Linked DNA regions of Mus musculus: all the other regions are linked to region 3. A link is a contact called in public Hi-C data. All regions are on one chromosome and are shown on one strand. Each heading gives the region's core, a stretch centred on a gene start, on an enhancer-like site or on the middle of the called end of the contact. The rest is flanking DNA. Distances are from core to core; before and after follow the strand shown.

Region 1 (3,530 bases), core at 758-3,257, 280 kb before region 3:
CTGAAAGCTAAATTAAGCCCTTTCTCACTTCTGTTGTATCTGTCTTATCACAGCGATGAGAAGTGAAACTAAGATGGTGAATCTGCCTATAACTTTGTGTAAAGGTTTAAACTGACATTTCTTAACAGGAATGTGTGGTATTTGATGTATTTCCCAGGGAAAACTTCCACTGCAAAGTTATCATGTAAGTCATCAGAGAGCTGTTTATAGTACGCATATAGTGCTTTTCTTTTCTGTCGTTAAGAGGAAGATTTAGTGTGGCCTACATCAAACCCTCTGGAATTGTCCAAGCGCTGATGACCAGCTTGTTTGCTGTCCAGGACTTTCCCAGCTCCAGGAAACTCACTGTGGTTATCAGGGTACCAGGCAGATTTAACACTGGTCAAACTTCTTAGTGTCTAGAGAGCAGTGGTTTTCAACTGGGGGTGGATGGGTGGGGGGTATCAAATGACCCTTTCTTGGGGGTTGCATATCCTGTATAACAGATATTTACATTATGCTTCACAGCAACAGCAAAATTACAGTTATGAAGTAGTAACAATAATAATTTTATGGTTGGGGGTCACAGCATGAAAATCATGTTAAATGGCTGCATGACTAAGGTTAAGAACCCAAAGCTACAATGTGTATGTGTGTGTGTGTGTGTGTGTGTGTGTGTGTGTACATGCTTGTGTGTATCCTTAAATGCACTTGTGTTCCAAATAAGATCTATTACTTTAGTACACTAAGGACACTACTTATTAAGACTTAGTTCAAGATAATGAAAGCTGCCAATTTTGTCATCTACTGTGTTATTTCTTCCAAAGACTAAAGCAGTCTTTCTTAGCTCCATACATTCAACAATATAAGATACTGTTTACTTTGAATTTTACTCCAGATTCTTTCTCTATAGTTTCAACTACAAAATTATTTTGTAAAATAGCTTCATAATTTTTCAACATACAAATATGAAATCTTTGCTTCACTAAAAACAAGTTTAAAGAACTATAAAATACCCATGCATTTGTTTCCCACATTTGAATAATCACCTAACTGATGAGTCATTGTCCCATGAGCTTCTGTCATCAATTTTGACCCCCTAGACCCCCAAAGTAATCTCCAAAAACTTTTAGGGGACTGAAAGTTCCCCTTCACACACTCCACAGACGCCCCTAAACCTTACAGCGTTTTCCTCTCAGACTTCCAAGTTATCAAACAAAATGAATCTCATAATCTAATGTTGATGTCAATATTCATATTTTATGGTTGTTTATGTAAAATTAGTTTGCAAGAATCAAGATTAATATAATTGGTTACTGTGTATTGTAAATTTCTCAAATGAAAAACAGTTTTTATGCACCCTGATTTCTGCTGTTGTTAAAACCCTGCCCTAGTGAAGAAAAGGCCTGTCTCCTTGCTAATGCAGCTTGGGGCTACATCAGTGTTGCTGATAAACTGGAACTTACCTTTCCTCCTTCAAAAAAACCTTTTTAACTCTCTCACCGATTCCTACACAGTTTATAGAAGCCCAGCTTCTTCTTAAGAAAAGCACAGCATTTGCTATCAGTTTGCAAGAATACTTCTATCAATCTATGAGTGAATGTAGAAATTATCTTACCTTTAAACTCTGTCTTAGGAAATATATATACATGTAAACAAATACACAGCCTGAAAATCCAACTTTTTTGGCCTATAAATAATATCTAGCCTTTAAGGTCTGCCTTAAAAAACATTCACATATGTATTTCCTCAATTTTAGCTGGTCTCAAATTACCAATTTCTTTATACTAACCATCCTCTCCAGAATAGAACCCCTTTAAACATACAGATTAATATATTCTGTCCGAAAATTCAAGCAGTGCAGAAAACAAAACAAACAGTTGTATTATTCTGCAGCAAGCCTCTTTCCCAGAGGCAAATCACACTGACAGCTGCTCAAAGACCCGTGGAGACTCTGTCTATGAGAGTGCTTGCGTTTCCTCAAGTATGTTTTGTCACACCAATAGGACTGTGTTCTACTCTCCTGTGACTTGATGTTCTTCCTCCTCCTCTGCTATTACAGAAGTCTATCTTCCTCTTTTTATATATGTACAGTATGTCTACTGTGTGGCTGTTCCATGATTATTTACTCACTGCCTATAAATGAGTATTTAAGTATTTCAATTCTTGCTCTATTTTACTAAAGCATATCTCATTTGGATCTATTACTTGGTAAAAAAAAAAAAAACCAGATCAGTGTTTTTTCTGATACAAATAAAAGACTACATCAGCCATTAAATCAAAATTCCTAGGCAAAGACAACAAACAGAATCAGAACTTGATTAAATTCCTATCAACAGAGACATGATTAATCTGCTATGATGGAAAGCTCTAAGAAGCTCTTTGAGACACTGATATTTAGATGAGAATCCAAACAAATTAAAAGCCAGAAAATCAATATGGGCACGCATCCCTGGAAATAAGTGCATCTCCTTGCTGAGCCCTGCCTTTTAGGTCGTGTAATTATGAAGATCAGCATCTATGAAGTTTCTTAATGCTTACAGACAACCACCAAGAATATTACAAAGTGTGTGTGTATTAACAGGCTAACACAGTAAGTATCTAGGTTTGAAACTATGATTACCACCACAGGACAAATGAAGAAGCCAGGGAACAGGGAATAGGAGAGGTGACACCACTCTCGCTCTGTATTCCTTTCCTTCCACTGACAGCAGCTCAGACTCACAATGGACCTTCCGAAATGGACAGCTATGACTGAGTGGCAAGTAAGTTAGTATCTGTGGCAAGGCATGCTCAGACTCTCAGGTCACTGCAATGAAGTACAGCCACAGTGGGGCCACACCACTGCAATGAGCACCCAGAACTGATGGTCTTCTTAGTATCAGAAGCTGCCTGGAGATACAGGACAAGGAATGGACTACATATGGAAAGCAAGCTTTATTCTACTTTCTTCCCATAGAAGAATTTTCTCCAGAACCCTCAGAAAGATAGACACTTGCTCTCTTCTTGAAGCAAGCTCCTCCAATTGTGTCAACTATTTACAGAACAAGAGGTGGCTATTCCTTTGTTGGTTAGTATCTCTTCTTAGATAACCAAACAGATGCTACATCCAGATCAAACTGAGTTTTCAGCCAGGAAGAGCTCTTTTCAAAGAATTAATTTAAACACAACCTGTTGGTTTTATTCCTTGAGAAGGTCCCAACTGCACTGACAGACTAGACCAGCTGTCACTTAAGGCCTCTGCCTAGTGAGCGTCTGTGAACTCAGATGGGCTACAGGGCAGGTTAACTGGTAGTTTACAGCCTCAGAGAGCACAATCTTCCAAAGTGACACAGCCTCATCTTTAGGAAAGAATGCAAATGTCTGAATTCAAAGTTATAGAACTATGCCATGCTTTATAAAACGTGTATTCTACATTTCAACTACCTTAGATTCAAAGTGGGTTCTGGATGCATGAGGCCTGCAAGTTCAAGGCCAGCCCATGTAACTTAGCAAGACCTCCATCTCAAAATAAAATGAAGGCTGGGGATATTATCTCTGAGGTGAAGCAC
Region 2 (3,263 bases), core at 683-3,182, 310 kb before region 3:
GGTAAAAACATACACATAGATTAAACACGAGGCAAACTGCAGAACACTATAAGTCACAAAATAAAGAGAATACATAACACAGAAAATAAACAGCTGCGAAGTTTATGAAGTCAATAACTCAGAAGATGAAAAGCTGAAAGAGCACGTGAGCGCTTACCTGCTCTGTTTCAAAAATGTCCCTCAGGTGCTCAAGGCCAAGGCTCTTAAGGAACTGGCTGATGTTCATGTCAAGACCCGCAACTAAAACAAACAGTAAAATCTCTTAGAATTTCCTAATTCTACGCAAGGTCAGCATTTATGCATAACCCTATTTTTTGACACTTGCCTGTACAGATGATTTCACATGACAAAAACCAATACCAAATATGTCAATTTAAATCAGGCACTTCCAAGTTATGCTGAATTTTCTCTTTGGCATAGCAACAGTACTTACATTAATTCTAATACACATAGAATAGAGAACTAAAATATAGATGTATATATTAACTCTACAGGGAATATAATTCCTACCACCTTATTTTTATGTCTAAGACATTTATTTTTAGCTTTGTGTGTTTTTATGCTTGCGTATCTGCACGCGAAGTGTTTCCCTGGGAGCCAGCTGAGTACACTGGGTTCCCTGAAGCTGGGGTGAAGAGGGTTGTGAGCTAAACAGTGTGGGTGGTGGAAACTAAACCAGGTCCTCTACAAGAGCAGTACCTAGGCTCAAGACCATAGTTGATAGAATTAGTACTTTCAATGACTTAAAAGAAAAGAAGAAGGTATCAGTTACTATTTTGATTTATTCTTCTTCCTCTTCTTCTTCTTCTTTTTATTTTATTTATTTATTTATTTATTTATTTATTTATTTATTTATTTATTTATTTATTTATTTATTTATTTTTGGGTTTTACAAGACAGGGTTTCTCTGTGTAGCCCTGACTGTCCTGGAACTCACTCTGTAGACCAGGCTGGCCTCGAACTCAGAAATCCGCCTGCCTCTGCCTCCCGAGTGCTGGGATTAAAGGCGTGCGCCACCACCGCCCAGTTTGATTTATTCTTTTTAAGAATTATTTTTATTTATTTCTATGTGTATGTGGAGGTCAGAGGTCAATGTTGAATATCTTCCTATCTATCTATCTATCTATCTATCTATCTATCTATCTATCTATCTACTATCTATCCATCCATCCATCCATCCATCCATCCATCCACCCACCCACCCACCCACCCACCTTTGAGAGAGAGCATCTTACTAAACCTGGAGCTCACTTAGCAAGTCCCAGGAATCCTTTTTCTTTCCCCTTCCCCCTCACATCCTCCAATCCTGTCTTTGACTTAGGGCCTCACCATGTAGTCCTGGATGACTTTGAACTCAAAAGTTTAGAGAGGGGCTATCTTTAAGCTTTCAATAATAAAAAGGAAAAAGTAACTGGTCCGCTAAAGTGTACAAACAAGGGTTCCCAGGGGTACACCTACCTTCTCCTTCCTTCCTTTCTGCACCCGCAGCGCCATCCCCTGCATTGGAGGCCCCTCCTACAGCCAGATCCGTTAACGGGCCAGTGAGGTTATCTATGCTGCTGGCAGCAGAGAGGCAGGAGGGGGTGGACGCTGGTGAGATCAGAGAGGCACTAACTACAGTTGCCTGAGGTTTAAAACAGGTAGGTAAGGCCTCAGGGGGCATGGCATCTATCAGCAGAGCCCGGATGTCATCAGCCTAAAAAATGATTAAAGAAAACACAAAAACCATTATTAATGCTAAGATTTTCACCAAGTACCAAATGTAAAGACACGGACATCAGGCAAGGACAGTGACAGTGATTTTGGCTGTAAGAGTCAGACAAGGTTAGTGAAAGTCAAAGTGAAGGAGGCCGACTCTACATGAGATATCACTGAAGCACAGAAGGAAGTGAGAGGCCATGTGGTTTTGGCTATGGAGATTTCCAGGAAGAATGCCAACTCCGCCACAGGAAGTGCCAGTTGAGCCCTGGAAGGTAAGGTCATGCCTGGAATCCTAATGTACAACCACCACCCTGCAACAAGGACTTACCGTCGCCAGATCTAAAGGTGTCTGACCTTCCTGGTTCTTCATGGTTGGGTCTGCGCCATGTGCTAGGAGCAGGGCACATAACTGCGTCCTTCCTTTCTGGGCAGCTTCGTGAAGGGGAGTAAAGGCCCACTTATCCGTTGCGTTTACACACGTGTTGTATTTTATCAGTAACGCTGCTATGTCAACATGCTGAGAAAATCAAGAGAACACGGACACTGAAGAAGAAAGCCACCCAGCAGAATTTGTCAAGTATCCTTGCTACGATTTCACCATCCTCCTAGGCCTCATCCTTAATAGAAACTTCTTAAAAACAAACAATCAAAAACAGTCTTCTCCTGTGCTTTGGACTTGTCTCCTACTCAGCTATTCTTTTGCCTCTCTAGGCTGGCCTCTAACTACTTATTTCCAAAGAAGAGATCATGAATTCCTAAGACAGACATGGTATCCCTGATAACATGATAATGAAGACGGGAGGAGGTCTGCACAGAACCACTAGGATTCTGCTGAGAACAGGCTAGTTTATCTAAATGCTTGAAGATTCTTTGGGATTATGAGAATATTAAACTAACTTTGCAGTTTATGTTTAAACTTCTAACATGAAAGCTATGTATGATTCTATCAGAATCACTTCCAAAAACAACCAACCAAACAAACAAAAAAACCCCAATTTATCTTCTTTACTCAAAGGATGTTTTCAAAAAGCAACTTCTACTGAGTTAGTCCGAAAGCGTGGCATAACTTCAAACTATCCCTCAGATGATATCACAAGTTACTTAAGCTGTTTCCTGCATTTTATTAAGAGGAACACAATTTGGTAGACTAATTTGCATAGACTTCCAAAATTAGTCCAAAAAGAGTTACAGTTTGTATAAATGTGGGCGTATAAATGAGCTGTGTGTTCAGTATGCATTGTTAAACTTACTTATATTGAATTTACAGTGTCTTTAGTGAAACCAATTACAAGCTTGCTAAATTGGCTGGCAAATGTCTACAAGACCAATGAAGAGGAAGGAATATTACTGAAATAGAGTCAAACACAATTCTTAAGCTTTTCCTTCTTTTTAAGTAGCTACACTTCTGGAGCAAACCACAGTAACTCAGATGCACAAGCGAGCTGCAGCTTAGCTTTCGTCACCTGGGCAGGACCAGAGGACTGAGTGAGAAGGCCAAGACCAGGAGCCAGCTCGACTGTCCTGGAGAAAGGCACTAAGCGCTGACTAAAGACAGGGACTCA
Region 3 (3,413 bases), core at 141-2,640:
TTTACACGCAGAGCCAGGATGAAGGGTGAGAGGCACGCCTCACAGTTCCCTTTGACTAATCATTTAAGAACCAGCATGACCCCGCTTCCCTTCCCGAGGCATGTCAGCCTTCTTCACAAAGAGATGGATTCTGCCGTTCAGAAATATTCTGATTTACCCCCAACTCTCTCTCAGCCCATTTCTGGTCATTTACAGAAAACAAAACAAAACCAAAAAACGACCCAGGTTGTTCACAATCAGCAATATACTCATTTCAGGAAAATTCTAAAAGCCAGTGAGGCAGTCATTTAGAATGTGAGCTTCGTATCCCACAGCTCTGAAATTACACATAATGGGCAAGCTCCCAAGGCCAGCTCACAAAAGCCTACTTACCTAGCTCCACAGACAAACCACGAGGAGTGATGGGTTTCTGTCGGAATGCCTGGCTTATACCAACTGGGAAGTCGACAGGCAGAGTAAAGTAAGTCTTGAGCTTGCTTCTACCTCACTGTTAGGATTTGGAAGCTGGGTACCAGTGAGCCAGCCCCCAGAGAGGTCAGAGATGGTTACTAAGTCACCTCTCAAATCCTAGGAACTTCCAAAGGACCAGATCATTCTAATTTAGAATGCAGAGCCTACGGATGCAGAGCCTCACTCAATTCAGTAGCCTGAACCAAGCAGGGTCAGATAAAACTGCTGCTCTAGTCTGCGCTTTCTCCTGGTCTTCCTCTTCACTGACTATGTCCCAGCCTTGGAAACATATGCATGCTACAATTTTTTCAACCAGAAACAAAATTACTCTAACAGCAAAGATGACCCATTTCTTAGTGACACACAGTGACGAGAAGATGGCGACCGGGCAGAGCAGTGTCTGAGGGCTGGTCCTACTCAAGAAAAAGGCACGGTTTGGCTGCATGAGCCCTGTAAGACAGTGGCTGCTTGCTTGTGAAATGAATGCTGTACCTGCCCATACTTCGAGCAAGAAGCCACCAAGTTCTTTGACCTTGTGCACGGCTCAGATTGATGCCATAATCCACCGAATATCGAGGCAATTCGGTAGCAGGGTGGAAACACTCTGTGCGGTAGAGGAGAGAGAGAGAGAGAGAGAGAGAGAGAGAGAGAGAGAGAGAGAGAGAGAGAGAGAGAGAGAGAGAGAGAGAGAGAGAGAGAGAGAGAGAGAGAGAGAGAGAGAGTTTGGCCTTTCTGGATCACGTCGGGGAGCAGTAACATCTACCCCTACAGCACCAGAGTGGAAACCTAACCAGAGAATCCTAGAAAAGTTAAGAGGGTTGGTTGGTGAGTTTTGTTACAAGAATCACTGCGTAAAGCCACCTATTTCCTGCTGCTGCTTTCCCTTCAGACTCACAGCGCCTCCTGGTTCTGATTTCGGGGCCGCGTTTCAATCGCCCCCTGGTGGACAGCAGGAACATTACTTTGGAAGTGGATGTAGGAGTGAAATTTCCCTTAAAAAATGCTTCTTTGGTCAAGGCTGACCAAATCATTGGGCAAAACTAGTAGATTTTTAAAGAATGTAGGTAGCCGAAGAACTCTCTGTCTTCCCAGGACCCTCCGCCCCCACCCCGGTGCTCACTCTGGAAAAGACGTGTGTCTGAATTTACCCTGCACATGACCTTGCCAACTAGGGATCCAACCAACAAGATGTGTCCAGATTGTGGTGACCACAGAGCACAGTGCTCATCAATAGAACGGCCTTTTCTTTTCTTTTTCTTTTTAAAATTGATTAAGTTATTGATTAACATTTAGATCGAAGCTTCCCCTCCCACCTCTCTTCCTAGCCCCTCCCTCTCATCCCCACCCCCTCCCGTTAGCCTCAGAAAGGATACGACCCCCTTGGCCATCCAATCATCTTTCACAGGCCTTGAATATCAGATATCCTGGATATTAGACATTACATTATGATTCATAACAGAAGAAAAATTACAGTTACGAAGTAGCGACAGAAATAATGTCATAGGCGGGGTGGGGATGGGATGTCACCACAACATGAGGAATTGTATTAAAGGGTTGCAGCATTACGAAGGCTGAGAGCTACTACTCTGGGCAGTTGGATAGCCATGACTTTTGCTTCCTCCTCTAGGGTCAGTCTTTGCCAGCAATCTTGGGGCCCTCCCCTGAATCTTTCTAACAGATGAGCAATCAGTCAAGAACGTGAACAACTTGCTCCAAATCCCAGGAAACTGTTGAGCATCTGACCGTGACAGAAAGGAATGAGACATGTTCCCATCATGACAAGCTGCTCACCAGCACTGCCTTGGAGCCGGGCTCAGAGAGAACCGGCGGCCTGGCTGGGATTTGCTGGGGGAGTGGCCAGTGCAGGCTGCTCCATAGGCAAACACCCACGCCCCTTCTGGAGCGCGCCACCCTTACCTTGGGCTCTAGCTCTCACGGAATGTTGCGGTTTTTGTATTGCCTGGGTTTGTACAATAGCGATACTCTTCCGGAGAAAAGACTAATGTTGATACCAGGAGCTAGAGGGAGGAGGGTCAGACGTTTAAGATCACCCTCAGCCATGTAATGAGTTAGGGGTTAGCCTGGGCTACATGAGACTGGCTGCCGTTAAAAAAGCGAGGGCGCCTGGAGAGATGGCTCAGCAGTTAAGGATGTTTGCTGCTCGTCCAAAGCATCTGGGTTTGGTTCCCTGAATCCATACTGAACAGCTCACTACTGCTTGTAACTCTAGCTGCACTGCAGCTGGTCCTTTAAGGAGTCTGGACTACAATGGAGATCTGCTATTGTTTCTTTCCAGCTGTTACAGGAAGGCAACTTTTGTTGCATTAAGGTCCTGAAAAATGTAGGGACACACCCTGTGAGGGTTTGTATGTTTGGCCCAAGAAGTAGCACTATTAGGAGGTGTAGCCTTGTTGGAGTAGGTGTGTCACTGTGGGAGTGGGCTTTAATACCTTCGTCCTAACTGCCTGGAGGTCAGTATTCTGCTAGCGGCCTTCAGATAAAGATGTGGAACTCTCAGCTCTTCTTGCACCACGCCTGCCTGGATGCTGACATGCTCCTGGCCTGGTGACAATGGACTGAACCCCTGAACCTGTAAGCCAGCCCCTATTAAATGTTGTCCTTCTAAGACTTGCCTTGGTCATGGTGTCTGTTCACAGCAGTAAAACCCTAACTAAGACACACCCTATCTTGTATTCCTTGACAGTGGGTACAGGAAGGAGAGGTTTACCTGTGAGACCCACAGTGGAGATCCAGGAGCCACTCGAATGTGCTGTGACAACTGCTCTTCTTCTTTGGGGTTATAGTTTACTGAAGTTCCTGAACCCTGCTCCCCCTCTGCAGCCCAAATCAAGTAGAGCTAAGTCCTGACAGTTTGTTTTATAAATCTCGGGCACAACTGAGCCAGCTCAGAGTCTTCTACCTCCTCCGACAGTGTTTGAAAGTTTCTCTTCTGCACTTCTTAG

What was found. Hi-C and Micro-C count contacts between places; a contact is called where the count stands out from the background.
Region 1: a contact with region 3 is called in a Hi-C map of bone marrow-derived macrophages, with 33 read pairs. The contact joins two enhancer-like sites. A contact is called at or near these places in 5 of 39 promoter capture datasets (the C10 cell line, embryonic stem cells, liver and 1 more), 6 of 15 datasets of contacts at CTCF or cohesin (CD8 T cells, embryonic stem cells, large pre-B cells and 2 more), 148 of 484 Hi-C or Micro-C datasets (the 3T3-L1 cell line, the AtT-20 cell line, B cells and 78 more), 12 of 115 datasets of contacts at active chromatin or transcription factors (bone marrow-derived dendritic cells, cardiomyocytes, embryonic basal ganglia and 8 more) and 3 of 9 other capture datasets (adipose tissue, embryonic stem cells and liver).
Region 2: a Hi-C map of bone marrow-derived macrophages shows a contact between it and region 3, with 22 read pairs. The contact joins two enhancer-like sites. A contact is called at or near these places in 3 of 15 datasets of contacts at CTCF or cohesin (embryonic stem cells, large pre-B cells and pro-B cells), 14 of 484 Hi-C or Micro-C datasets (the 3T3-L1 cell line, the C10 cell line, the C2C12 cell line and 10 more) and 1 of 9 other capture datasets (pancreatic islet).

The regions. Positions count from the first base shown.
Region 1 is chr8:34,876,809-34,880,338 of GRCm38.p6, forward strand. The region is part of intron 5 of Tnks (tankyrase, TRF1-interacting ankyrin-related ADP-ribose polymerase); the gene reads right to left. Among named protein-coding and RNA genes, the nearest start is that of Dusp4, 71 kb to the left of the region's middle. Within about 2 kb of position 2,008, at least 19 of the 459 cell types and tissues checked have an H3K27ac peak or open chromatin away from gene starts, as enhancers often do. A contact at or near this core is called in bone marrow-derived macrophages, where this site is marked.
Region 2 is chr8:34,847,124-34,850,386 of GRCm38.p6, forward strand. Tnks (tankyrase, TRF1-interacting ankyrin-related ADP-ribose polymerase) reads right to left here. Exons shown (of 27, transcript NM_175091.3): 18 at 2,030-2,218; 19 at 1,459-1,696; 20 at 158-240. Among named protein-coding and RNA genes, the nearest start is that of Dusp4, 41 kb to the left of the region's middle. Within about 2 kb of position 1,933, at least 19 of the 459 cell types and tissues checked have an H3K27ac peak or open chromatin away from gene starts, as enhancers often do. A contact at or near this core is called in bone marrow-derived macrophages, where this site is marked.
Region 3 is chr8:35,158,146-35,161,558 of GRCm38.p6, forward strand. No RefSeq gene overlaps it. Among named protein-coding and RNA genes, the nearest start is that of Gm34474, 59 kb to the right of the region's middle. Within about 2 kb of position 1,391, at least 32 of the 459 cell types and tissues checked have an H3K27ac peak or open chromatin away from gene starts, as enhancers often do. A contact at or near this core is called in bone marrow-derived macrophages, where this site is marked.